Regions from separate parts of the Sus scrofa genome. Here all the other regions are linked to region 2. Evidence: chromatin contacts called from public HiChIP or PLAC-seq and promoter capture Hi-C data. All regions are on one chromosome and are shown on one strand. The core of a region is the stretch at or near the end of the contact, and the rest is flanking DNA. Distances in the headings are between cores, read along the strand shown.

The links. Promoter capture Hi-C pulls out the DNA fragments that hold promoters and counts their contacts. HiChIP or PLAC-seq counts read pairs in DNA pulled down with a chosen protein or histone mark.
Region 1: a contact with region 2 is called in an H3K27ac HiChIP or PLAC-seq map of alveolar macrophages. The contact joins the promoter of GDF1 here to the promoter of C2H19orf60 in region 2. A contact is called at or near these places in 1 of 5 promoter capture datasets (liver) and 1 of 2 datasets of contacts at active chromatin or transcription factors (alveolar macrophages).
Region 3: an H3K27ac HiChIP or PLAC-seq map of alveolar macrophages shows a contact between it and region 2. The contact joins the promoter of CERS1 here to the promoter of C2H19orf60 in region 2. A contact is called at or near these places in 1 of 47 Hi-C or Micro-C datasets (heart right ventricle) and 1 of 2 datasets of contacts at active chromatin or transcription factors (alveolar macrophages).
Region 4: an H3K27ac HiChIP or PLAC-seq map of alveolar macrophages shows a contact between it and region 2. The contact joins the promoter of JUND here to the promoter of C2H19orf60 in region 2. A contact is called at or near these places in 1 of 5 promoter capture datasets (fetal liver) and 1 of 2 datasets of contacts at active chromatin or transcription factors (alveolar macrophages).
Region 5: a promoter capture Hi-C map of fetal skeletal muscle shows a contact between it and region 2, with 9 times the contacts expected there. The contact joins the promoter of DDX49 here to the promoter of C2H19orf60 in region 2. A contact is called at or near these places in 3 of 5 promoter capture datasets (fetal liver, fetal skeletal muscle and liver), 9 of 47 Hi-C or Micro-C datasets (alveolar macrophages, embryonic fibroblasts, heart right ventricle and 3 more) and 2 of 2 datasets of contacts at active chromatin or transcription factors (alveolar macrophages and skeletal muscle).

The regions. Positions count from the first base shown.
Region 1 is chr2:58,971,342-58,976,666 of Sscrofa11.1, forward strand. It overlaps GDF1 (embryonic growth/differentiation factor 1), which reads left to right and starts at 1,577. Exons shown (of 2, transcript XM_013991296.2): 1 at 1,577-1,913; 2 at 2,506-4,953. The coding sequence starts at 1,601. The coding sequence ends at 3,284. It overlaps CERS1 (ceramide synthase 1), which reads left to right. Exons shown (of 7, transcript XM_021083472.1): 7 at 1,213-1,351. The coding sequence ends at 1,255. It overlaps UPF1 (regulator of nonsense transcripts 1), which reads right to left. Exons shown (of 24, transcript XM_021083471.1): 24 at 3,672-5,325.
Region 2 is chr2:59,234,468-59,239,486 of Sscrofa11.1, forward strand. C2H19orf60 reads right to left here and starts at 2,604. Exons shown (of 5, transcript XM_005652933.3): 1 at 2,448-2,604; 2 at 2,271-2,353; 3 at 1,746-1,996; 4 at 701-780; 5 at 1-80. The coding sequence starts at 2,349. The coding sequence ends at 8. It overlaps LOC106508380 (a long non-coding RNA gene), which reads left to right and starts at 1,744. Exons shown (of 2, transcript XR_001305188.2): 1 at 1,744-2,070; 2 at 2,180-2,794. UBA52 (ubiquitin A-52 residue ribosomal protein fusion product 1) reads right to left here. Exons shown (of 5, transcript NM_214211.1): 4 at 4,622-4,724; 5 at 4,337-4,532. The coding sequence ends at 4,439.
Region 3 is chr2:58,948,469-58,953,140 of Sscrofa11.1, forward strand. It overlaps CERS1 (ceramide synthase 1), which reads left to right and starts at 3,055. Exons shown (of 7, transcript XM_021083472.1): 1 at 3,055-3,569. The coding sequence starts at 3,321.
Region 4 is chr2:59,528,376-59,533,324 of Sscrofa11.1, forward strand. It overlaps JUND (transcription factor jun-D), which reads left to right and starts at 2,616. Exons shown (of 2, transcript XM_021083521.1): 1 at 2,616-3,456; 2 at 3,459-4,471. The coding sequence starts at 2,779. The coding sequence ends at 3,821.
Region 5 is chr2:58,927,312-58,932,214 of Sscrofa11.1, forward strand. DDX49 (probable ATP-dependent RNA helicase DDX49) reads right to left here and starts at 3,399. Exons shown (of 13, transcript XM_003123539.4): 1 at 3,234-3,399; 2 at 2,248-2,371; 3 at 1,576-1,661; 4 at 1,366-1,487; 5 at 334-521; 6 at 51-191. The coding sequence starts at 3,348. It overlaps COPE (coatomer subunit epsilon), which reads left to right and starts at 3,618. Exons shown (of 10, transcript XM_003123536.4): 1 at 3,618-3,827. The coding sequence starts at 3,702.

The DNA of each region.
Region 1 (5,325 bases), core at 327-2,826, 260 kb before region 2:
TCAAAAAATTTAATATGTTTGTATGTAAATTAGACTGCAGCAAAGAGACTGATGGACCATGTGCAAAGACATGAAGGATTCCTTTAGGTGTTCCCATCGTGGCTCAGTGGTTAACAAATCCGACTAGGAACCTTGAGGTTGTGGGTTTGATCCCTGGCTTTGCTCAGTGGGTTAAGGATCCTGCGTTGCCATGAGCTGTGGAGTAGGTCGCAGACGTGGCTAGGATCTGGCGTTGCCGTGGCCGTGGCATATGCCGGCAGCAACAGCTCCAATTAGACACCTAGCCTGGGAACCTCCATATGTCACGGGTGCAGCCCTAGAAAAGACGAAAAGACCAAAAAAAAAAAAAAAAAAAAAAAGTTCCCGTAAGTGGGAACAGAGATAACAGACATGGTCAATGGCTGCGGTGAGATGCCGTCTCGGCACCAGCATGCTGGTCAGTTAAACTCCAAGCAAGTGTTGGCGGTAGAGGCAAGGAACAGGGGCAGGCCTGTTGGATCTGGTCCGGTGGGTCTGGGCAAAACCCCAGGGTGCAAGTCCCCTCCCAGTCAGAACCCCAGAGATCTGCCACTAACACAGGCAGGGAAGGTGGAATTAAGGAGAGAAGAAGTGCACTGGGGAGCGATCTCAATGGCACGCACATTTGGGGAAAACTGAGGTGCAGGAGAAGACACCCCTATGGACAGATGCCCATTGTTTACAAGTTATGGGTCTTTGGGATCTTAAGCTGGACACTATCGATTCGTTTTAAAACATTTCATAACATGTTTTACTGACATGGAAGCAAAATAGGGGCTGTGGCAGAGGTAGACTGAGGGCAGTGGATGAAGAATCACTGGGAAGCCTTTCCTGGTAGGGCTGGGGGAGTTGGGGGAGGAGCCTGCCCGGTGGGGTTGCAGGGGGCTCTGGCCAGTTCTGCCTCCCAGGAAGAGGAGGAGGAGAAAGTGCTGGTCTAGGTCCATGCGGTGGGGTTAAGTCAGGCAGAGTGAGGGAGGTAGCTTTTGCCCTCTAGTGGCCGCAGGTGGCGCGGGGGGAGGGGAAAGGAGGGTTTAATTGTAGGGAAAAGCGGGGACCACTTGCCCAGCAGGCAGATGGCAGGGTCTTTTGGCCTTGTGGGCTGGGCAAAGAGCTATGGCGGGCAAGGAAGGCGGGACGGGGCGCTGCGCGGGGGCATGGGGTTCCCAGGTTAACCGGGCCGGTTCTGGCTCTCAGGAAGCCGCTGAAGAACGGCCTGGTCAAGGACAAGCGCTTCTGAACCCCTCGACCCGGCCCCGCCGCCCAGGACCCAGCCATACCCAACCACGCCCCCGGGGACCAGCCATGCTGTTTCCCCAGTTGCCCCCGGACCCTGGCCCTATCAAGCTCCGCCTCCTGTCCCCTCTCCCCCGCCCTGGCCACTCCCCGGACCCCTGCCCCGTACCCTCGAGACCTCGCCCCCTGGATTAGTCCCAATTCGGCTTCAGAATCGCGGCCACGCCCCCCGGGGCCCAGACCCTGCCCAGCCCCGCGTCTCTCCTGCGACCCCTTCCCCGCCCCCAGACCGCAGGTCCGGGAGCCCAGCAGCTCCTGAACACTCGCCGGACCGCCGCCTGCAAAGAAGATGCCCTCGCCTTGCCGCCGAGCCCTTCTGCTCCTACTGGCCCTGCTGCTGCCCTCGCCATCCCTGGCCCGCGCCCCTGCTGCCCCGGGCCCTGCCGCCTCCCTGCTGCGGGCTCTCGGGTTGTCCGACGCACCCCGGGACGCCCCCACGTCCCGGCCCGTACCCCCGGTCATGTGGCGCTTATTCCGCCGCCGGGACCACCAGGAAGCCAGGGCGGGCTCAAGGAGAACACCCCCGGCGGCCGCCCTGCGGCCGTGCCACGTGGAGGAGCTGGGGGTCGCTGGAAACATCGTGCGCCACGTACCGGACCGCGGTGAGTGGGGCCTGCGCTGGGGGCGTGGGTCTGAGAGACGGAGATCCCGCTGGGTGCTCCGGGCTGCCAGGAGCTTCCAGTGGCGCGTAGAGAGGCTGGAATCTCTGAGGGTCCCCACTCGCTAGCCCGCAAGCAACCGGGATCTCTGCACTCCATCCATTCTTCCGCGTGGACACCTGTGGGGAGGGGCGGGGAGTGGTCCGAAAGCCAGCTTGCAGCTGAAGCCCTGCCCCCACTCCATCCCACCCCTTCTGCCGCTTCACACCACTAGATGCCTTCCTGCAAATGCCACCCCGCCCCAGCATCGCTTCCCCACGGGCCCCAGGCGTTCGCCCACCCTCCACCCCCAACCCTGCCTGTGTTCCCAACTGCGGGCTGGCCACCCTTGCACCGGGCAGGGCCTCTTCCTTGGAAGTGATGCCCTGCCCCCCGCTCCTTCTCTCCCCGACCCCCCGCCGCCTCACACCATTTGACGCCTTCTAACAGATGGTGTGCCCCCAGGCCCCCACCCTGCCCGTCCCCAACCCAGAGCCCCTCTCGGGGCACTGAGTAGGGACGCAGCGCCAGCCGAACCCTCTCCCTGCCTCCCCAGGCGCGGCTGCCCGGCGCCCGGAGCCCGCCTCGGCTGCCGGGCAGTGCCCGGAGTGGACCGTCGTCTTCGACCTGTCGACCGTGGAACCGGCAGAACGCCCAAGCCAGGTTCGCCTGGAGCTGCGCTTCGCGGCTGAGGAGGCGTCGGCGGGGATGGCGGGCAGCTGGGAGCTGAGCGTGGCGCGCGCGGGCTCTGGTCCGGTGCTGCTCCGCCAGGCGGTGACCGCCCTGGGAACGCCGGTGCGCGCTGAGCTGCTGGGCGCCGCCTGGGCCCGCAACGCCTCGGCGCCGCGCAGCCTCCGTCTAACACTGGCGCTGCGTCCTCGGGCCCCCACCGTTTGCGCGCGCCTGACCGAGGCCTCGCTGCTGCTGGTGACCCTCGACCCGCGCCTGTGCCACCCTCTGGCCCGGCCGCGGCGCGAGGCCGAGCCCGCAGTGGGCGGTGGCTCGGGGGGCGCGTGTCGCACGCGGCGGCTCTATGTGAGCTTCCGCGAGGTGGGCTGGCACCGCTGGGTCATCGCGCCTCGCGGCTTCCTAGCCAACTACTGCCAGGGAAAGTGCGCGCTGCCCGCCGCGCTGTCGGAACCGGGTGGGACGCCCGCGCTCAACCACGCGGTGCTGCGCGCGCTCATGCACTCGGCCGCCCCCGGCGCCGCCGGCCTGCCCTGCTGCGTACCCGCGCGTCTATCGCCTATCTCTGTGCTCTTCTTTGATAACAATGACAACGTGGTACTACGGCACTACGAGGACATGGTGGTGGATGAGTGCGGCTGCCGCTGATGGGGGCAGGTGGGCGGTGGCAACAATAAACACTACGTGGTCCGCTCTACTGTCTTCTTGAGCCGTGCCAGGGTGGTTGGGGGTGGGGAGGGAAGCGGCCGAGAGCATCACCATGATCCACCAGGGTGGTGGTAGTGGGGTAGTCTACAGCGACGCCACCGGCCCATCCCTCCCAAGCCTTCCAGAACCCCCATCTCCCGGCGGCCCATGGCATGCGCCTGAGCTCTGGGAATTGCCTGAGCAGTCTCCGCTGTGCATATTTGGCCTGTCTCAGCCTTCCCATCTAGGTGGTTCCAGGTCCTGCGACGCCAACCAGCCAGACCCCCAGACCAAGTCCTATGCCACCCCCCCCCCGTAGTTACCCAGCCCGGGGGTGAATGCAAGAGCTATTTTATTAAGATTTTTATTGGTGACAAAAGAGCTTAAAACAAATTGACCAAAAAATCAAAAGTTAACGTTGCCTTGGTACAGATGCGCCTCAATTTAGGAAACTCATAGTAACTGCTGCTAAGGTGGAGAAAAAAACGCAAACAGCACAAAGCGGAGGCAAAGCATTCCAAGGAACAGAACAGGGTGGGTGGGTGTGTCACCCATGGGGAGTTCACACATGGGGTCAGAGCAGAAACCTATCCAAACTCTATGCAGCTACCAAAAGAAGTGGGAACCGAAAGCCCTACAGCAATGGTAATAAATAAGAGGCCTTGCCAGAAGGAAGGTGGCCTGTACGTCCCCATCTCTCCCGTGTACCAGCTGGAATCTGGAGGCTCTGGGATAAGGCCAGTGTCAGGCACACCGGGAGGGGGATGCTGGGGGTCAGGGTCATCAAGGCCCAGATAGGCAGGATTAGGGTTAGACGGTCCCGACTAGATCTGGCCAGGGGAGGCTAATACCTCACCATGGTTTGGGAAGAGCTGGGGTGATTCCACCAGCTACAATAACTTCTCCAAGTGCAACCAGACCCAGGCAGAGACCCCCTTGTATGGCCAGATGGAACAAACTCTTCCAAGGCCTTCCACACAGAACTTATTTCTGAAACTTACTTCCCTTTCCCCCCAAAGCAGAAACGACCCCACCTCATTGAAGCTGTGCCCCACAGGTAGAAAGGGCTCCAACTAAGGGAGTAGGGTGGGGAACGAAGGGGGATGGGGTGCTCAGTGAGTCTAACCCATCACAGGCACAGTGCGCGCCTGCCCGGGGGACAGGGACGGATCTTCCTGGCTGCTGCTTTCCACCAAATCCTCAGGAAGGAACCCAGGGAAGAAGCCACTGACGGGTGAATAGCTACCTTCCCGCCCTCCGGCCTCAGGGCCAAGTCCTGCCAGAGGCCCCTCCTGGGGGGGGGGTGGGTGGGAGCGGGGCCGAGTCCACGGCGCACTGGAAGCGCTTTGTTTCTCGGAGTCCAGCGGAGACCACGGAGCTGCCTGCCCGGCCGAGGACCGCGCTCCCTCACTGCCCTGATGCACAGGGAGAAGCCGCTGGAAGCTAAAACTGAAAAAAATCCTCCTCACGTCACAGGTGTCGATTCCAATCTTGAGTTGTGTCGCCTTGTTTAAACTTCGTTTCTGGAAGCTTCTGACATCTCCCAGGTCCACCACTAAGATTTGAGAGATAAACTCAAGAAAGTATTTTTTTCAGTACTCCCTTCAAAGAATCTTAAAAAAAAAAAAAACAAAAAACAGAAACCACCCAGACACCTTATTTTCTTAAAATGAAAACGCTCTTAGAACACAGGCAGCATGAGAGCGGCGGTATCAGAGCCGGCATGGACAGAACCCGCACTCTGAGGGGCTCTCCCGGCACGGCCGCCACTGCAAGGAGCCTGCACGGCACAGAAATGCTAAGTTTTTTCCTGCTAAAACGTAGTCCCCTTTCAATAAAAGAGAAAAAAGAAAGAAAAGAACAGAGGAAAGGGCTACTCTGAGATGAGGGTCTTCCTCCCTCCGCCCTGGTCGCAGACCCAGGTGTGGACGCGGCGGGCGCTGGGCTCCTCGGCGGGCGGGGCTGGCGGGGCTCGCGGGCGGGCGGTCCTCCGCGGCCCGCC
Region 2 (5,019 bases), core at 1,354-3,853:
GCCACCATCACTCAGCAGATTCTGCGTCAAACCTGAGGTCCTGAAGAACCTCGCTGATCTCTTCCATGGTTTTAATTACCCTACAAGAGTGGATGGGAACTATAAATAAAACCCAGATGGGGCGAATTAGCTGCCGCTGCGCAGCTCTGAGGGGGCTGTGGCAAGCCCCGGGCCCTCCTGCCTGCCGCCAAACCTCCAGGCAGCACTAGCAGCTGGGAGGACCATTTGGGTGCCTGGGAGGAGGGGTGGTCCCTTGGGTCAGAGGGATAGAAAGAAAAGGCCATCTTGGGTGGGTGGATGCCATCAGAAACGTGTGCTCAGGGACTGTGACAGATGCTAAGTGGGTGTGCATCTGTGCGCCTGGGGGACTGGAGGCCAGAATGTGCAGATGTGTGCCTGGTGGGGCCCAGGTGACTGTCTGAGCTCCAAGTTGAGCCATGTGAGCAGGACTGGAGCATGTGAGGTGCACAGCCATGCCCTAGAGATGTACAGTGAGTCTGGTGTGCAACTGTAGGGCATGTGTGCTGAGGGAATGTATATCTAGGAGCCACCAGATGAGGACTCTGGAGTGCGCACCCTAAGGGTTGTGTGCAGGTTCAGAGGATTGGCACAGCCTGACCTTGCCAGCCCTGGGGCACACCTGGCTGGGGATGGGTGCCCAAGGATGCGTGTGCAAACCAAACATGGGGACAGCGCTCACTTCATCTTCAGCTGGTCCATCTGCATGGTATCCTCCTGCTCAGTCAGCTCTGGTGTCCCCATCAGCTGTAGCAGGGCCACCTAGTTGGGGGGTGGGCAGCAAGGAGGATGTCACAGCTGGCAGACCATCCCCCTGCCCTCCCATGTGTTAGGAAAAGATGCTGAAGCACCAGGAAAGCCAGCACCACGGTGGGGCCATAGGAAGCTGAAGTCTCAAGGGGTGCTACTAAGCCCAGGAGGAATCTGGGGTTAGGTTTAGGGGGCTCCTGAGGCCAGAGGCCGAATGGGCGGGCCCTAGAATCAGTGCAGAGCACAGCACAGGCGCAGCCTCATGTAGGCAGGGAAAGGAAATAGTGGTGAAATCTCGGCCAGTGATTGGTGGTCCAGGGTGAAGTACGTGGGGTCTCAGGGACCAGCCGGGGCTTTATAATCCCAGGGTGGATGTAGGCCAAAAACCTCGACTGAGGAGTTCCCTTGTGTCACAGCGAGTTGAGGAACCCGTGTTGTCCCTGCGCGGTGCAGGATGGGAATCCCAATGTAAACTATGATGCAGGCGTGGCTTGAGGTGAATTTGGACTGGGAATGGTAATACATCAGCAGAGTAGGCGGGGCCATGGAAACCTAGAGGGAGGAGCCGGCCCAGAACCTAGGGTGGGAGTCTAAGGTTACTCGGAATGGGACTGGGACACGGCCAGGAAACTCAAGGCCCCCAATCTTCAGGGGGTTGAGTACCACATCTGGGGTATTGGCAAAAGCCAGAGAAGAAGGAGCGCGGTAGGGGCGGAGTCTGGGATAGAGTAGGCGTGTCCTGGGGCTAAAAAAACCTGGATGTAAGTGGAGGCAGACAAGAGGGGACTAAACCTGAAAATTTCCAGTGAAACCTTAATGGACGACTAAAGTGGGGGCAAGAAGAAGTGGATTCTGGGGCGCCAGGGGCGGGACTTGAGAGGACGGAATCTGGCCCCTCCCCCAAGTGGCGCCCAATGGGCCAAGGCCCGAGAGACAAGCCCTAGAGTAGGACACACTGCTGCCGGGCGGGGCCTCACCGTGGCCAGGCGCGTCTCCTCCAGCTGCTGCAGCCTGCGCACGTGGCTCGCGAGCAGCGGCTGCTGTCGGGGTCCGGTCAGCTCCGCCTCCACCGCCAGCACTTCCCGAGAGGCGGCGGTGAAAGCCTGGGTCACCTCGTGTACCGTGCTCCGGTAGCGCGGGAAGTCGTAAGGCGGGCCGCTGCTCAGGTACTGGCGGTGGCCTCTGTGGCAGGTGGGGGTCCTGAGGCTACGGTCCCAGCTCTCAGTCCCTGCACCCGAATCGACCACCTGAAAGCCCCCCAAGAAGTGTCCCTGCCCTGGACCCCAGAGTATGGAGGACGTTGTGAGTACCGCAGGGTAACCCAAAACGGGCCCACCCCTGCGCATGGGGAGGGGGAAAGATCTGGTCTCCCTGTAAATCCCGCCCCACCTCTGACACTGCGTTCGCTCAGGTTCCCAGATTCTTCCCACGGCGCACCCGTCCCGCGAGCGGGCTGGGTGCTGAACCTTGCGACTTCTCCTTTCCCCTACGCCCACACTTACTCCTCCAGCCGACGGAAGGCCTGCGCGCGCTCAGCCTGCAACTGGTGGATGCGCTGTACCAGCACCCGGATCGGGGCATCTTTCTATGGGGCGGGGGGCAGGGCTGGGGCATGAAAACGGCGCCCTCGGGCCTGCACCGCCCACCCCATGCCTGTTCCCGCTCGGGCTCGAGCTCACCCAAGGCCACACCAGCTCCTCTCTTTCCGGGCCTCCCGTGTTATCCGCAGCCTCAGGAACCGCGGAGACAGCCGACTCTGCCGCGGCCTCGGCGGTGATCATGACTGCGCAGCCCTGGCCCCGCCCGGGAGCAGGTTGCATCGCTGCGCCAGGCGCCCCCTGGAGGCCCGGAGGCTTCTAGACCCAGCCTGCGGCAGGAAAAACTTGAGCGATCCTGGGGAAGACTGGGAAGCGAAGACAGCCAGCTTCTCTGTCCTGACACTCTCCAAGCACCCCCCACTCCCTTGTTTCCGTCCAGCGCCTGCCTTCTTAACATTTTTGATCTTGAAATGTACAGGTTCACTATAGAGCAAGGGTATTCCTCGGTTTGTTTCCATACGATGTCAACGCTCGACTTCCATCTCCTCACATCCCATCTCCACTCAAATAAGGAATGGAACCTGAGGTGATATCCGTCATCTAATGCCATAAGCTTGTGACAAGAGTAGAATCTGGAGTTCCCGTCATGCCTCAGTGGCTAACGCATCTGACTAGGAACCATGAGATTGTGGGTTCGATCCCTGGCCTTGCTCAGCGGATTAGGAATCCGGCGTTGCCTCAAGCTGTGGTGTAGGTCGCAGACACAGGTTGGATCCTGCGTGGCTGTGCCTGCGGCGTAGGCCAGTGGCTACAGCTCTGATTAGACTCCTAGCCTGGGAACCTCCATATGCCTCGGGTATGGCCCTAGAAAAGACAAAAAAAAAAAAAAAAAAAAAAGAGTACAATCTGAACGCAAGTTGACACTGGAGTCACTGGAACCCAGTCCACAGCAGATTCCCCGGGAACTACTCAGAAATGAGCTAGGAGAACCTGTGCAAAGGCCCTGATGTGGGAGTCTGGGGCAGGGCTGAGGCCAGCAGGGGTTCATATTAACCACAGAGGCCTGGGAGCTGGAGATAGAGCTCATGGGGTAGAGGAGAAAAATGGTGGTAGCCTGGCCTAAAGAGAAGGGGGTAATTGAACAAGATGAAAATCAACCACCTGGGGTATTAAGTGACAGCCTTTAGATGACACTCCAGGTCTCAGCTGTTTTTATTTATTTTATTTATTTATTTATTTTTGGTCTTTTTGCTATTTCTTTGGGCTGCTCCCGCGGCATATGGAGGTTCCCAGGCTAGGGGTCTAATCGGAGCTGTAGTCACTGGCCTACGCCAGAGCCACAGCAACGCTGGATCCAAGCCGCGTCTGCAACCTACACCACAGCTCATGGCAAGGGCAGGGACCCAAACCCGCAACCTCATGGTTCCTAGTCGGATTCGCTAACCACTGCGCCACGACGGGAACTCCTCAGCTGTTTTTAGGAAACACTGTCTAGGTTTGGGTTGTCATCTACAAGCTCCAATTTTTGCAAGACAAAAAAAAGGCATTGTCTTACCAGGGAACTACAACCCTCACCCGATTTGCTGGGGCCTGCCCTTCCCAAACATCATTGGTCTTGGGTGGGGCCCAGAAGCTAATGGTCAGTCCAAACTGAGAACAGGTGTTTTATGTGAGATGAGGGTGTTCCTTTCTACCTGCCCACACTTGAACACCTTTAGGGCCCAAGAATGAGAGTTGTCAATGTGCCTGACCAGACCCCATCAGACACTAGGCTTAGTCTATTCTCAGGTTATAGATAACATAACCCAGATGGGCAGGCTATGTGTGGCTCAAACTTTCCTGTGCTGTGGTTATGACAACTTCAGATGGGAAGGGCAGGGACCATGGCCCATTTTACAGATAATACAGCTGGAACCCAGGATAAAGGACCCCCATGCACTATGACAAATTGGGTAATAGCAAGTCCCTAGGGGAGACACCTACACTCAACCACCTCCCCATTGGACAGACCAGCCACAGGGACACCAGTTACTGCTCCAGTCAACGAAAGGGAAACTTTATTGAGGCCCCAGGGCCATGGGGCTTGGGCAGGAGGCTGCCCTGCAGACAAAGGAGAAGCTGGTGGAAAGGTCTTATTTGACCTTCTTCTTGGGGCGCAGGTTGTTGGTGTGGCCACACTTCTTCTTGCGGCAGTTCACCGCGCGGGGATGCAGGCGAGCATAACACCTGAACAAAGACAAGAAGAAGTGATAAGGGCACACCCTGACTCCCTCCAAACCAAGGCCAGCCCAGCCCCCACATCTGAGAGTGCATACTTGCGGCAGATCATCTTGTCGCAGTTGTATTTCTGAGCGAGCTGGCGGAGGGAGGGCTCGATGATGCCACCTCGCAGACGAAGCACCAAGTGCAGGGTGGACTCTACATGAAATGAAGGGTGGAGAGACAGCAACTAAGCCTAGGCCCAGCACCTCAGTTCCACAAGTGCAGGGCAGCCTCCACCACCCTGTAGACCAGAGCTTCTCAAGTGTGATGGGGACACATCAGAATCTCCGGGGTGTTCTATGTGTAGATGGACACACCACCCCATTCCACCCCACCACCTGCATCCTGTTATTTCCCACCAGTTCTCAGGGGGGGTCTGAGACTAGTATATACCAAAAGTGGTGTCCATCTGAGTTTCCCCACAGGCAAGGCAATTATAAGTGATGCCTTC
Region 3 (4,672 bases), core at 1,805-4,304, 290 kb before region 2:
CGATCCATGTTTGCACTAGCCACTTTGAGTGGGAGGGGGCATATGGAAACCAAGGTGAGGATGGGAGGGGCCAAGCACCATCACACGGGGCTGTTCCTGGGAGGGGGCCCTGGTGACCAGGGTCTGTGAGCAGCAGCTGCACAGACTCACCTGCCCCTCAGACAGCCACCCCGTGCTACAGGTGGCACAGCCATGCTCCCCAAGCCCAGTGAGCATCCAGGGAGACTGAGACACAGAGGGGTCACAGCCATCGCAGCAGGCACCAGGATTTAAATAAAGGATCCCTGGGTGGTCTAGAGGTGATAAAGGTGCCAGAAGCACTCAGGCCTCAGCTCAAGCTAGTGGGGAGAGAGTGTGCCGGGTTCTCATAGGAGTAGACATCCACTCCCAGGCCCCTGCTCCTTACTGCCCTGTGGTGAGTCATGAGCCACGACAGACACACTGTGGTTGGGGCCACGGGTGCTTTTGGCTCACCACTGTGGCCAAAGCACTGAGCTCCCTGCCCTGAGGGAGAAATGCTTAGTGAGTGCCCCATGAGAAGAAGCTAAACTATAGACGTCCAGCAGTGGCTGGACCTCTAGACCTCTGGGCCTCTGGGATGCGGTCATCATTGAGCTATGTCCACCCGAATAACAAGAAGAATCTGCCAGGTAAAATTCTGGGGGAATGAGGAGTTCCTGTCATGGCTCATTAGGTTGGCGAACCTGATTAGCATCCATGAGGATGCTGGTTATGATCCCTGGCCTTGTTCATTGGGTTAAGGATCCGGCATTGCCGTGAGCTGTGGTGTAGGTCGCAGACACAGCTCGGATCCTGTGTTGCTATGGCTCTGGTGTAGGTCAGCGGCTACAGCTCTAAATCATCCCCTAGCCTGGGAACTTCCATGTGCCATGGGTGTGGCCCTAGAAAGACAAAAAACAAAACAAAGCAAAAGTTCTGGGGGCATGAGCATCCTGGGCAGTAGGAACAACCCATGCAAAGGCCCTGAGGCTACGGTGGACTCAGCCAGCTGGACAGGGCTCTGTCTCTGGGCCCAGTGTCTGGGTAGGGAAAGAAATAAGGTACCTGGGCTCCCAGAGCCTGGCCTCACCTGCCTAAGAGGTAGCCACAAGAAAGCTAGTCCTTGATTGCCGAGACAGGACATAGAGCAGGCAGGGTCTCTTCTAGTGGCAGGGACAGTTGGCCCCCAGCCCAGTGGGGCCTTAGCCAGGGAGTGAAGTGGCAGAGAAGGCCTCCTGGGGCAGGGCTGTCAGTAAGGGGTGGTGGTTTGTGTTGGGAGTGAGGGCTGGGATGAGCTCCCCAGGGAAGAAGAGGCCTGCCTTCTCATGTGGGGCAGGGCATGGGTGCCCTCCTTGAGACCTCAGCAGCCCCTCACTGGGCTCCCAGTGCCCCAGCCGGCAGCCATCAGTACCAGGAGCCGCTTTCTGCTCTGCACCCACCCTTTGGCAACCTCCCATCTGGACTCTGCCAAAATGAAACTTGAGGCTGGACTGGGGTGGGTGGGTGGGGGCCCTCTCCTATTACTGATGGGTGCCATGGTGACCAGATAGTGCCTGGGTGGGAGGGCACAGATGAGTGGTTGGGACCATGCAAGGCTGCCTGACTGGCCAGGCCAGACCTATGGGGGCATGTCCAGCAGCCTGGGACCCCTTAGTGCCCCACTGCTTGCCAGGCTGACTGAGGCATCAGTCATCAAAGGGGACAGATGAACCCCTCTGCCCACATTGAATACACATTCAAAAATAACAGGAGGTACAGCAGGATGGATGGTGACAGATACCAAAGAAGACTGATGGAGGGTGGTGTCAGGGAGGTAGGACAAGAAGGTGACATTGGTAGGTAAAGCCTAATGGTGAAGGAGGAGCCCTGCCAGTACCTGGAGGAACACCATTCTAGGCAGGGGGAACAGCCAGGGCAAAAGCCCTGGGGTGGGACTGCCTGGGGTGTTGGAAAGCCACCTATAGCTCAGAGGCCAGTGTGGCTGGAACGGAGGGAGCAAGGTGGGGGGCAGAGGAGAGCATGAGGGTGGGTCATGAGTCACAGGAGATGGGCTTTTACTCTGAGTGATGGGAGCTGTGGAAGGCTGTGAGCAGAAGAGGCACAGGTAGGCTCCCTCTGGCCTCTGCAGGGTAAAGAGGAGGCCATGATACCAGGCAGGAGTTACAAGGGTGGCCGAGGGTCATGTAAAGGCTATGCAGTTGCAGAGAAGTGGCTAGATTCAGGAACATTTGAAGGTGGGGCACACTGGATGCTGATGTGCTGCAGGAACTGGGGGAGGGGGTTGGCAGTGGAAGGAGGGATGAGGGCCCCGAAACTCCTCTACCTGCTTTCCCCTGCACACCTGAAGATCATGTCGGGCTGGTGGCCATATGCGCCCCACACTGATTCCTGCACTCCGCACCTTGAAAAGCTATGGGAGGACTCCTAGGCAGGGGGAAGGGAGGGACACAGGTGTGTCAGAGGCCTGGGGACTGGGAATGAGGGCTAGCAGTGGCAGGTGAGAGGATGTCCCCAAAAGGCCACTGATACCCTCACTGATGGCCAGTAGGGCTTCGGATACAGGGCCCCGTTAGTGGACATTGGAAGATCACTGCAGTGGTCCCAATGAAATGGTGGTCTTGATCCAGCCTCTGAATTCCCCCGCGCGCGCACCCACTCCCTCAGCCTCCCTCAAGGTCTATGTTAACCTGCGGCAGGGAGGCCTCCGAAGTCCTCAGGGTCACGGAGGCAGCAGGTGGGCCCTCATGTCAGTGAACAATGAGGTCTGAGTGTGGGAGGCAAGAGAGGTGTGCTGGAGGGCCTGCTCTGTCGGTCCAGAGCACGGCCTGTTGGTGACCATCGTGCCCCAAGTCGTGGACAGCCTGGTGGGGTGGGGGAGGCCAGGGTGGGCAAGGGCATCCAGGCGGGTACGGGGTGGAGACATGGGGCCGCTCTGGCCCTGCTAGCGGGTTCAGTCAGGCGGGCGCTGGGCAGACACCCCCTTCCCCCCGCCTCCCCGGCTCCTGGGTTTCCTTCGCTGGAAAATGAGCCCGAGCGTGGGCCCGCCTCCAGGACGCGACGCGACAACGCCGGGACTTGTGAGCCGGAGGTCGCCGCCACTGCCTCCAGGGAACTCAGCTTCGGCGCGCCCCCAAATCACGGACGCCGCGCCCCCACCCCGAGTCCCCGTGGGGCGGAGCTAGAGCCGGCCCCGCCTCTCCGTCCCCCGCGCTCTGGCCGGCGCGCCCCCGGCCCAACTGCGGCGCGTGACGCGGGGCGCACAGCTCCGGCGGCCACCGCGGGCGGGCGCAGACGGCCGAGACGGCCGGCTAACGGGCTGCATGTCGGCGGCGGGGACTGCGGCGGGGCCGGCCGGGCCCGAGCCCATGCCGAGCTACGCGCAGCTCGTGCAGCGCGGCTGGGGCAGCGCGCTGGCGGCAGCGCGGGGCTGCGCGGACTGCGGCTGGGGGCTGGCGCGCCGCGGCCTGGCCGAGCACGCGCACCTGGCGCCGCCCGAGCTGCTGCTGCTGGCGCTGGGCGCGCTCGGCTGGACCGCGCTGCGCTCGGCGGCCACTTCGCGCCTCTTTCGGGTCAGTGCTGCTGGGGGTCAGGACTTGGGTGCCCCGGGTTGCGGAGCTGGGATGTTTGAGGGTCCCGGGACGGAGACCCCGGGCCGCCGCGCGCCCCCTATCTCCGTGAGCCAGAGTGACTGGAACGTGGGGGGCCTCGGGCCGAAGGAGCTCGGGGCGCCGAATCCTGGGCCGCCTCGTGCCCCTTTCGGTCAGTGCGGGATGGCGGTGGGGGTGGGGGTGGATGCGGGGGTGTGGCCGGGTTGGGGGAAGCCTAGAACGTGGGGACCCGGACACGAGTAGCCTGTTAAAAGATGTAGGGGAATTCGGGCACCACCCATTCCGGCTGGTGCGGGAGCCCCAGGCGGTGGGAGGGCCTGAGCTGCCGCGCACACTAGGGCCGGGAGGAGCTGGGGACGGAGGAACGGAGGACGCGGGTTGGAAAAGCTCGGCGCACAGGGGCCGCCTGCGCCTTGTGCCTCTGGGCCTTGCAGGGCGCGCTCGGAACCAGAGCGGTGTCCGGGATCGGTGTGGCAGCGGGACTGGCTTGTCCGCTGTGCTGGGAAAAGGCAGGAGCTGCTGGGTCGCTGCCGCGCGCCTGTCTGGAATCAGCGCCACCCTCTGACCAAGGGATGCAAGGGCCTGGGCTCCCCGGCCACGCCGTGTTCACAGCCTTTGGGGAGATGGCACGGCTTGGGTCTTCGAAGCTGAACTGTGTGGCTTCCAAGGGCTCGCGACCGAATTAGTCAGTTTTCAGCAAGCCTGGGAAGGCCACCTCCCTCTCCACCTCCTAGGAGAGTAATTGAGGGGGTGACATTGGTGACTGGCCTCCCTCCCATTCTTGGGGAGGGGTCGCTGCTGTGGAAGCTCGTGGGAAGGCGTTTGGGCCCCTAGCTTGGTTGTGACTGCCCTGAGGACCAGCTGGGGTTACTTCGCCTGTCTGACTGGAGGTGGCAGGGGATGCAGGGACAGAACGCCCAGAGCCAACAAAGGGGCCTTTTTTTCTCTGCTGGCTGGGAAGAGGCTGGCCCTTGTTAAGTCAGGGATGGGGTGTTGTCCGGCTTCCATTGTCCCCACTCCCACTCTCGTGTCACCCGCCTGGGGGGCAGAGACCCCAGCCACCA
Region 4 (4,949 bases), core at 1,366-3,865, 290 kb after region 2:
ATTGGAAGTGGGTTTTGAAGGATGAGTAGGAGTTTGCCAGGAAGCTAAGGAAGGGCACTCCAGGCCAAGGGAACTCCAGACCCAAGAACCCCAGTTAAATTTGGGCAAATAAGGGAGTTCTTATCGTGGCTCAGCAGTAATGAACCCAAATATCCATGAGGATGCAGGTTTGATCCCTGGCTCTGCTCAGTGGGTTAAAAATCTGGCATTGCCATGAGCTGTGGTGTAGGTTGCAAACATGGCTGGAATCCTGCGTTGCTGTGGCTATGACGTAAGCTGGCAGCTGCAGCTCTGATTTGACCCCTAGCCTGAGAACTTCCAAATGCCCGAGGTGTGGCCCCCCAAAAAGTTTGGCCAAATGATAATAAAGCAAAACAATTACAGAAAATATTTACTGAGCCTTTACTTTTTGTTCAGATCCTTCCAATAAAAGTCACAATACTCCATGAAGTAGATGGGATTGTTTGTTCCATTTTCATAAGCAATAAACACACTCAGAGGTAACATGCCTTGGCTTTCCTGTGCCTCCATTTACCAAAGCTTGTCTGCTGGTCAGCCTCTCAAATCAGGTTGGCCCAGCCCAAAGCATTCCTGACCACCTGCCTACCTGTCAAGGTCAAAGCCCCAGGTCAGAGTAGGGCCTTCATAGGCCGCCCACTCACCCTTTTGCCTTGGGAGAATCATGGTCCCATCTCCTTCAATTTGGCCCACTGCACAGGCCCAGAGGGAGGAACCCAGTACCGGGCTGGCTACAGGCTGGAGGCTGTATACCCTCCCATCAGGTGTCCCTTTGCCCAGGCTGGGACAGGAGGAGAAAGAGACCCACATGCCTGGACACACTGACACATACATACAGATGTGTATGTATATGTATATACATGCATACATACATGTGTACGTACATATATACATACACATGTTAACACAGATCCACACAGGCACACAGACATCCACTCCCATGTATGAACACATTTGGGTATAGTGACCCATACACCAACACACAAAGGCACAAACAGACATTTGTGTGTTTGTACACACACACCCATACTCTGACCCTCTGCCAGCCAGGCTTGGCTTCTGGCTCCTGTGACAACTTCCCTCATGGCCTTCTTGCTCGACAGCGCAGTTAGGGGCAAGGCTAGGTGAGGAAGGGACCTAGAAGAGCAAGTGCTCATGTCCAAAGGCAATCAGACTGAGGCCAGAGACTGCCACAGCAACCCCACCAGAGAGTGTTTTTTTCTTAACGCTGTCTTTGGCCCCATGCAGAAAGCTGGGTACCCAGCTAGCTTGAGCTAGACAAGGTCCCTGCCCTCCAGGGACTTATGGTCCATCCCATCATTGTGGATGGTTGCCAGGATATAATGGAAACAAGGTGAGTGTGAGGGGCCTAAGGACAAGTGTTGGCACTGGGGGAAGGCAGCATCAGGCTGAGGGCACAGCACCTGTCAAGGCCCCGAGGTAGCAATGAATTGGGAAGACAAAGCTCAAAGAAGGTGAGGGTGAAAGGTTAGAGAACACCACAAGAAAGGTGTGGGGCCCCCTCCCGATGGACTAGGCTCCATCCTCAGTGTGGTAGGAACCATGGAGGGGTTGTATGCAGGGACTGTAGGTCAGACCCAGAAGTCCCAAGGTGGGAAGAGTCTCTCCCACCTCCCTCACATTCCGTTCCCAGCCAGCCTTTTCGAGGCCAATTAAGCCTGACCTGACAATCATGGTAATAAATACGGACTGGGATTCCTGCCTTAATAGCTCAGTCCGGGAGCCAAGGGCCAAGGGTTGGGGGGTGAGGAGTGGGACCCAGGTAGGGGGCTGTCCAGGGTCATGGACGCCAGGGTTCTGCCAGATGTATAAGAGCTCAGGCCTGGTCCCGGAGACAGGTCACTCCACCTCGCCGAGCCTCAATTTCCCATCTGTAAAGTCAGGAAGTCAGACTCCACGATTCAGTCCCACCCAGTGAAAAGTATTGAGATCAAAAAGGTTCCAGCAACTTCTGGCCTCCTCTCCGCTTCCCGGCCTTTCTGAAGCAAACACACCACTTGGGACTGGGCTGGGGGGTGGAGGTGAGGTGGACAGACTAGACCCACACCCTGGCGAGCCACGCTTCAGCTCCCTCAGGTCTTCAACCCCACGGAGCGTAGCTACAGGCGCGCTAAGGGAAGCCCAGCCGGCGTAGTGGAGCTGGAGGCGCCAGGGAGTTATTTATCCATCCGGGGCCCCATCCCCCTTCTGTCCCCGGAGCCAGTACCGCCTCCGCCCGCCCGGGGCCCCACGCGCGGACGCGGGGCGGGGCTTCGGGCGGGCGGGCGCCTGGTGGCCGGGCCCATCACGCCACCCGGGACGTGCCTTGGCGGGAGGCGGTGCTGGGGGCCTGGGTCTTACTCTGGCTCCTGGGGCGGAGTGACCGGGCCGACGCGCGGCCCGCCCCCATGACGTCAACCCACAAGGCAGCGCGCTGTTGTGCCGTTTACCGCGCGTCACCTGGACGACTGCAGTCGGTGGGGGTTGAAGAGGCCGTCAGTGGCTTGGCCCCGCCCCTCCATGCAAATGAGCGACGTCACCCGCGTCCAATGGCGAGCAGGGACAGTGAGCTCATCGTACCCGGCCGAGGCTATAAGGGGGCGCGCGCGTTGCGCGACTCGGGAGCCGCCGCCAGCAGAGGGCTGGGCGCAGCGGCCGCGGCCTGGGCGGGCGCAGGGCCGAGCGGACGGGGGGGCGAGGGCCCCCCGGGCGGCCGCGGCCACTCCCCCCCCCGGGTCGGCGCGGCGGGGGAGGCGGAGGATGGAAACACCCTTCTACGGCGATGAGGCGCTGAGCGGCCTGGGCGGCGGCAGTGGCAGTGGCGGCGGTGGCAGCTTCGCGTCCCCGGGTCGCCTGTTCCCCGGGGCGCCCCCGACGGCAGCCGCCGGCAGCATGATGAAGAAGGACGCGTTGACGCTGAGCTTGAGCGAGCAGGTGGCAGCGGCGCTCAAGCCCGCGGCCGCACCGCCCCCGGCCCCTCTGCGCACCGACGGCGCCCAGGGTGCGGCGCCCCCCGACAGCCTGCTCCCTTCGCCCGACCTGGGGCTGCTCAAGCTCGCTTCGCCCGAGCTCGAACGTCTCATCATCCAGTCCAACGGGCTGGTCACCACCACGCCGACGAGCACGCAGTTTCTCTACCCCAAGGTGGCGGCAAGCGAGGAGCAGGAGTTCGCCGAGGGCTTCGTCAAGGCCCTGGAGGACTTGCACAAGCAAAACCAGCTGGGCGCGGGCGCGGCCTCCGCTGCCGCCGCCGCCGGAGGACCCTCAGGCACGGCTGCAGGCGCCGCACCTCCCAGCGAGCTGGCCCCAGCGGCGGCCACGCCCGAGGCGCCCGTCTACGCGAACCTGAGCAGCTACGCGGGAGGGACTGGGGGTTCGGGGGGAGCTGCGACGGTCGCCTTCGCCGCTGAACCCGTGCCCTTTCCGCCGCCGCCGCCGCCCCAGGCGCGCTGGGGCCGCCACGCCTGGCCGCACTCAAGGATGAGCCGCAGACGGTGCCCGACGTGCCGAGCTTCGGCGAGAGCCCGCCGCTGTCGCCCATCGACATGGACACTCAGGAGCGCATTAAGGCGGAGCGCAAGCGGCTGCGCAACCGCATCGCTGCCTCCAAGTGCCGCAAGCGCAAGCTGGAGCGTATCTCGCGCCTCGAGGAGAAAGTGAAGACGCTCAAGAGCCAGAACACGGAGCTGGCGTCCACGGCGAGCCTGCTGCGCGAGCAGGTGGCGCAACTCAAGCAGAAGGTCCTCAGCCACGTCAACAGCGGCTGCCAGCTGCTGCCCCAGCACCAGGTGCCGGCGTACTGAGCCCGCGCGCGGGGCGCATGCGCGGCCCCCTTCCAGAGAGGCGGGTTTGCGGGGGGGGGGCGTGGGCTCCCGGGACTTGGAGAGGGCGCGGCCCCGGGGACCCCCCCCCCCGAGGGTGCCAGGACTCGGAGAGGGCGCCTCAGACTCGACAAGCTGGACCCCCTGCTCCTGGGGGGGCGAGCGCATGACCCCCCCTCCTTTTCCCCTGCCCTCGCGCTGCCTCTGTCCTCGGCGCGCGGCCACCCGGTGTTGCACAAACCCGCGCGTCCTGGCTGCCTCTTTGTACACATCGCCGCCGAAGGGGGCGCAGCCTCAAGCCCTGCGTTTCCTTTTCTTTTACTTTTTTTTTTTTTTTTTTGGACTTTGGAAGAGAGAAGAACAGAGTGTTCGATTCTGCCCTATTTATGTTTCTACTCGGGAACAAACGTTGGTTGTGTGTGTGTGTGTTTTCTTGTGTTGGTTTTTTAAAGAAATGGGAAGAAGAAAAAAAAAAAACCCTTTTCTTGCTCTCGCTCCCCCCTCCTATCCCTCCGACAACCCCTCCTCTCGCCCTTTTTATTTTTTTGTTTTGTTTTGCTACCAGTCCACATTCCTGTTTGTAATCCTTGGTTCGCCCGGTGTTCTGTTTTCAGTAAAGTCTCGTTACGCCAGCTCGGCTCTCCGCCTCCTTCTTCCCCCGCAGGGGCCTGACGGGCTGGGCGGGGCCTGACCGGCTCCCCTTCCCCTCTTGCCTCCTTTGCCGCCTCCTTCCGCCCCTGCTCGGAGAAGGAGGGAGTCGGCGTCCGGGAAGGTACTGCACATCTGGCGCGCAGAGAGCGCCATCTAGGCGCCTCTGGGCGCGGGGCCGACTCCTATCCGGGTGGGCGGGGGACTTTGGGGTTTCCTGCCAACGTTTGGGCTAGCTAGCCCGCGGTTGTCCCAGACCTTTGCCTCCCCTTTTCGGAGGAGGGAATTCGGGAGGGAAGGGGAGCAGGTCCAGCCGGAGGCAGAAAGGAAAAGATAGAAACTTTCTCGGCTTGTGTTTACCTGTCTGTAAAATGGACAGAACAGTTGTAAACATGTCCTAGAAATTTGTGAGGATTGAAATTTGTGAGGATTACAGAGCTGTTCTTGGCTTACAGGTGGTGC
Region 5 (4,903 bases), core at 2,149-4,648, 310 kb before region 2:
GTGTGGGGGGGTGTCTGGGGGACGGGAGTGGTGGGCCTCCCTGTGCTCACTTGCACGTGTTGGTGAAGATGATGATGGACCAGTCCTCGTGCTCGTCCTGGAAGTTCTGGATCAGGTGGACCAGGTAGGCATCCTTGACCTTCTCGGGCACTAGCAGGTAGCGCTGGTCCAGCTGTTCTACAGTACGCACCCTGGGGATAGGTGGGCCGGTTCCCATTCTGTTGTTGAGGCCAATGCCCCGCCCCACCCATGGGCAATAATCTCTGTTGGATGTGAGCCCTCCCCACCCCCACTGCCTGCCTTGTTCCTCCAGGAATGTGGCTGTGGACTCACGGGGCCTGAGCCTCCCAGAAGAAGGGCTGGTTGGTGGCAAGGCTCTGCAGCTCCCTCAGCGTGTCAGTCAGTGTTGCACTGAAGAGCAGCGTTTGCCTGCGGGCCGGCACGGCTGCCAGGATGGCCTCCAGGTCCACGGTGAAGTCAGTGCAGCCCTGCTCCAACAGCCGGTCGGCCTCATCCATCACCTGGAGCACAGGGGCGGGGTGGGCATCTGGGGTCAGGGCGCTGTCCAAGGCCTGCCCACACATCCAGGCGCCCCCCCCCCCACGTGCCTCCTTCTTGTTTTTATCTATCACACCATCCCAACCCATCCCTAGGGCCACACCCGAGGCATATGGAAGTTCCCAGGTAGGGGTCAAATCGGAGCAGCAGCTGCCAGCCTAGGCCACAGCCACAGCAACCTAGGATCTGAGCCACATCTATTACCTACACTGAAGCTCACAGCTACACCAGATCCTTAACACACTGAGAAAGGTCAGGGATCAAACCCATGTCCCTATGGATATTAGGCTCATTACTGATGAGCCACAGTAGGAACTCTCTCCTTTCCTGGTCTTGGACGTGGGTCCTGGAGCACTCTCCCTCTGTGTCTTAGAGGCCATCTCAGTTCCAATGTCACCCCCTCAGAGAAGCCATGCTCCCGATTATCTTCGCTAGTACAGGCCCCCTCTTGTTGGTCTCTGAACTGTCTTTTTTTTTTTTTTGCCTTTTTTTTAAGGGCCACTCCTGCTGCATACAGAGATTCCCAGGCTAAGCGTCTAATCAGAATTACAGCTGCCGGCCTACGCCTTAGCCACAGCAATGCAAGATCCGCACCACATCTGCGACCTACACCACAGCTCATGGCAATGCCGGATCGTTAACCCACTGAGCGAGGCCAGGGATTGAACCCACAACCTCATGGTTCCTAATCGGATTTGTTTCCACTCCCCTGAGCTGTCCTTGTCACCATCCCTAACGTGGTACTGGATGGCTTGCAGACACGCATTTCACAAATGAATGATGAATCAGTACCCCAGGCCAACTCACCAGGAAGCGGATCTTCTTTATGCTGAAGGTGTTGGAGCTGCGGAGGTGGTCAGCAAGGCGCCCTGGTGTGGCAATGACCACGTGTGGTTTTCTGGACAGCTCCAGGGCCTGTGCCACCATGTCTGTGGGTGGAGGGCAAGAGGTGGGGCTGGGAGGATAGTCTGAAGCCTCAGGGTTTCCATGCCCAGAGCCTCCCTGGGCCTCTCATACCCATGCCACCAACGATGATGCAGTCTTTCAAGCCCAGAGGCTTCCCCAGGACCCGGAACTGCTCTGCAATCTGGTAGGCCAGCTCCCTGTGGGTGTGAAGGGGCCAGGATGGGTCAGATAGGGGTTTTGTGCCTGCCTCTCATTCCTATTCCACCTCCTGACTGGCCCTCTCCTGTTCACACACCTTCCACAGCCCCCAGTCCCCTTAGCACAAAGGTTCTGATACTGAGTGTTGGAGGCTCATTGTGCCCCTGCCCTCTAACCAGGTCCCAGAACAGCTCATGGCTCGTCACCTGCCAGTCCCACTCAAACTGGCCCTGTCTCTTCCCATGTCCTCAGCAATGACACCACAGTCTTCAAAGCCTGAGACCCAAGTGTCAGTACCCCCTCCTCAAGGGCTGGTCAGTGTCCAGGTCCCCTCCTCTCTGCCCCCAGCTCCAGCTCCGCCCAGGCCTCTTTTCTGCCCATGTCCCTACTTCCTGATCTTCCTGCTTGCCCTAAATCAAGCCTCATGCTCAGCACTTTCCACATATCATCTTGTTTAATTCTTCAGTACCCCTAAGACATGGGCTTAATCTCTGTCCCCATTTTGCACAAATGCAAAGTGCGCTTGCCCAAGAGAACACAGCTGGTTAGCTCCCCCAAGAGGCCTATTGGGGGCCAGAAGCTCACCTTGTGGGTGTCAGGACGAGGCAGAAGATACCATAGGGATCTTCAGACAGCTTCTGCAAGATGGGCAGGACAAACGCTGCTGTCTTGCCGCTGCCTGTCTTGGCACAGCCGAGGCAGTCCCGACCTGGACAGAGGGCAAAGCAGCATCAGAGGTATAACAGATGTTCCACTGGGCCCAGTGTATAACAGCTAAGGTCTAATAAGCAGTTACTGTATGCTCAATACTGGCGTGTGCTCTTTCTGTTTCAGGATTCTGATAACTTACTGTTTTAGCAACTGACAAATTTTAGGAGGAAGAGGCCATTACCATTCCCACTTAACAGAAGGGAGAACAGATCTCAAAGCTTTGCCCAGGACACACTGCCAGTGAGTACAAGCTGGACTAGAACCCACATGCATCTGACCTGAGATGTCTGCTACTAATCACTACCTCATTTTGACTCCTTCCCAGGGATAGAAGCTTGGGAAACCCAGAATGTTCTCCAAAATCTGCATCCTATGCTCCCAAATGATGCCTTCAGCTTTATTTAATCTCTCAATTTGTCCATCTGAGGCTTCCTAAAAAGCCAGAGGAGTGAGGAGAAAAGCAGTCTACAGACTAGAGTCCTAAATTTACCTAGGTTTACCAGTTGTCGGTACCGGTAATACCGACAACCTCAGTTTCCATCTATGAAATGGAGATAGTAATACAAACTACCGAATTTTCCCAGTGTTATCTACCAGTCACTCATCAAATCATCCCAGCGCTCTGAGGCTATCTATGAGAGCTTCAGAAATTACACCACTTGTGTGCGGAAACACGGCGAGTCAATCGTACAGCCTAAACGCCAACACTGAGTAGTCGACTCCGAGAAACCAGGCTCGCCCGTGAGGCCCCAAAGCTGCCCCTCGACCCACGGTACCGGTGTGGGCAAAAGGGGCGAGAAGGCAAAGTAAGGCGACAGGAGCGGGGAAACCTCCTGTAGAAGAGGCCTAGGTACACTCACCCTCCAGGATGGCGGGGATGCAGCCGAGCTGCACGGGCGTGGGCTGCTTCAAACCCAGCTGCCGACATTGTTCCACCAGCCACGATGACAGCCCGAGCTCAGCAAAGCCAGCCATCCTCTCAGTCAGCCCGGCACCCCTGTGAGCCGTGCTTCCGGCGCTTGTCGATGACGTCAGGGAAGCCTTCGCGTTTATTGGATCTACCTTTTGCGCGGCTCCACCCTCTGCAGTTTACTGCCATTCCTAGGCTCATTATATCCTTACCATGTTTTCCCCGAGCCCGCAGACTCGAATACAACTACAATTCCCGAGATGCCCTGTGAACGCACGTGCGTCTCCCGCCCCTTTAACTCCTCTTTAAGCTCATTTCCAGGGAGCCGAGTAAACTACATTTCCCGGAGGCTCTGCGGTGGCTCTGTGCTTCCGGCCGACGTGTCCTCAGGAAGAGGAAGGGGTAAGAACACAGCGACATGGCGCCACCGGCACCCGGCCCGGCCTCCGGCGGCTCCGGGGAAGTAGATGAGTTGTTCGACGTAAAGAATGCCTTCTACATTGGCAGCTACCAACAGTGCATCAACGAGGCTCAGCGGGTGAAGGTGGGCTAGGGGATGCTAGGGGCGGAGGCGGGGGCGGAATACGCTTCCTGTTGGCCACGGGTCGTGCTCTGATTTTAAAACCCTTTCTTTCCTCGTCCCGTTTTTCCTCTCACACCTCTTTAGAGCGCGATAAGGAATTATCCCTGTCCCATGACAAAACCCAAAGCAGCAGCAGTTTATGATACTTCTCACTTTGAGCGCTCTTAGCCTGGGAGGCGTTTGAGTAAAAGAGGGGTTTCTTACCGCTATGGTAATAACAATGGCGAGGTTATTACGCTATAGTAATGATAATAGTAACAGTAATTCTTGTTGGTTCAGCGCCCACACTGTGCCGCCATACCCTCAATACCTGTGAAGTAGGGACGTTGTTTATCCTCATTGTCCAGGTGAGAACTCCGAGGCTTTTCGCAATGTCACCCTGTCCCATTAACCAGATTATTTCTCTCCAAACATGCCCATTCGTTCACTCCTCATGGAGTATCTGTATAAGCCAGGCAGAGTGCTCGTGCTGGGCTCAAAGCAGTACAAAATAGACAAAACTCCCAGCTCTCTTGGAAACCTCAGCTCCCAAGGGAGACAGAGAATTAACAAGTTAATAAACAAGATGTCAGGAGATGGTGTGATGGGGAGTGGTGAGGGGGCTTGGCTGTTTGAGGGCTGAAAAATAGAGTCCAGGGCCCAGGCAGTGAGCGGGTGACAGGAGAGGGAGCAGAAAGGACCTTAGGCAGTACTTTTGGGGAAGGGTCACGGATATTACAGTTACTTTGAGAGTGAGCCATTGGAGAATTTTTTTTTTTTTTTTTAAGGGCTGCACCTGCGACATATGGAGGTTCCCAAGCTAGGGGTCTAATCAGAGCTGTAGCCGCCAGCTTACACCACAGCCACAGCAACTCGGGATCTAAGCCTCGTCTTCGACCTACACCGAAGCTCACAGCAACGCTGGATCCCTAACCCACTGAACAAAGCCAGAGATCGAACCCGCAACCTCATGGTTCCTAGTTGGAATCGTTAACCACTGAGCCACGATGGGAACTCCAGGGTTTAGTGTTCTGAAGAGAGAAAGCTTAATTACAACT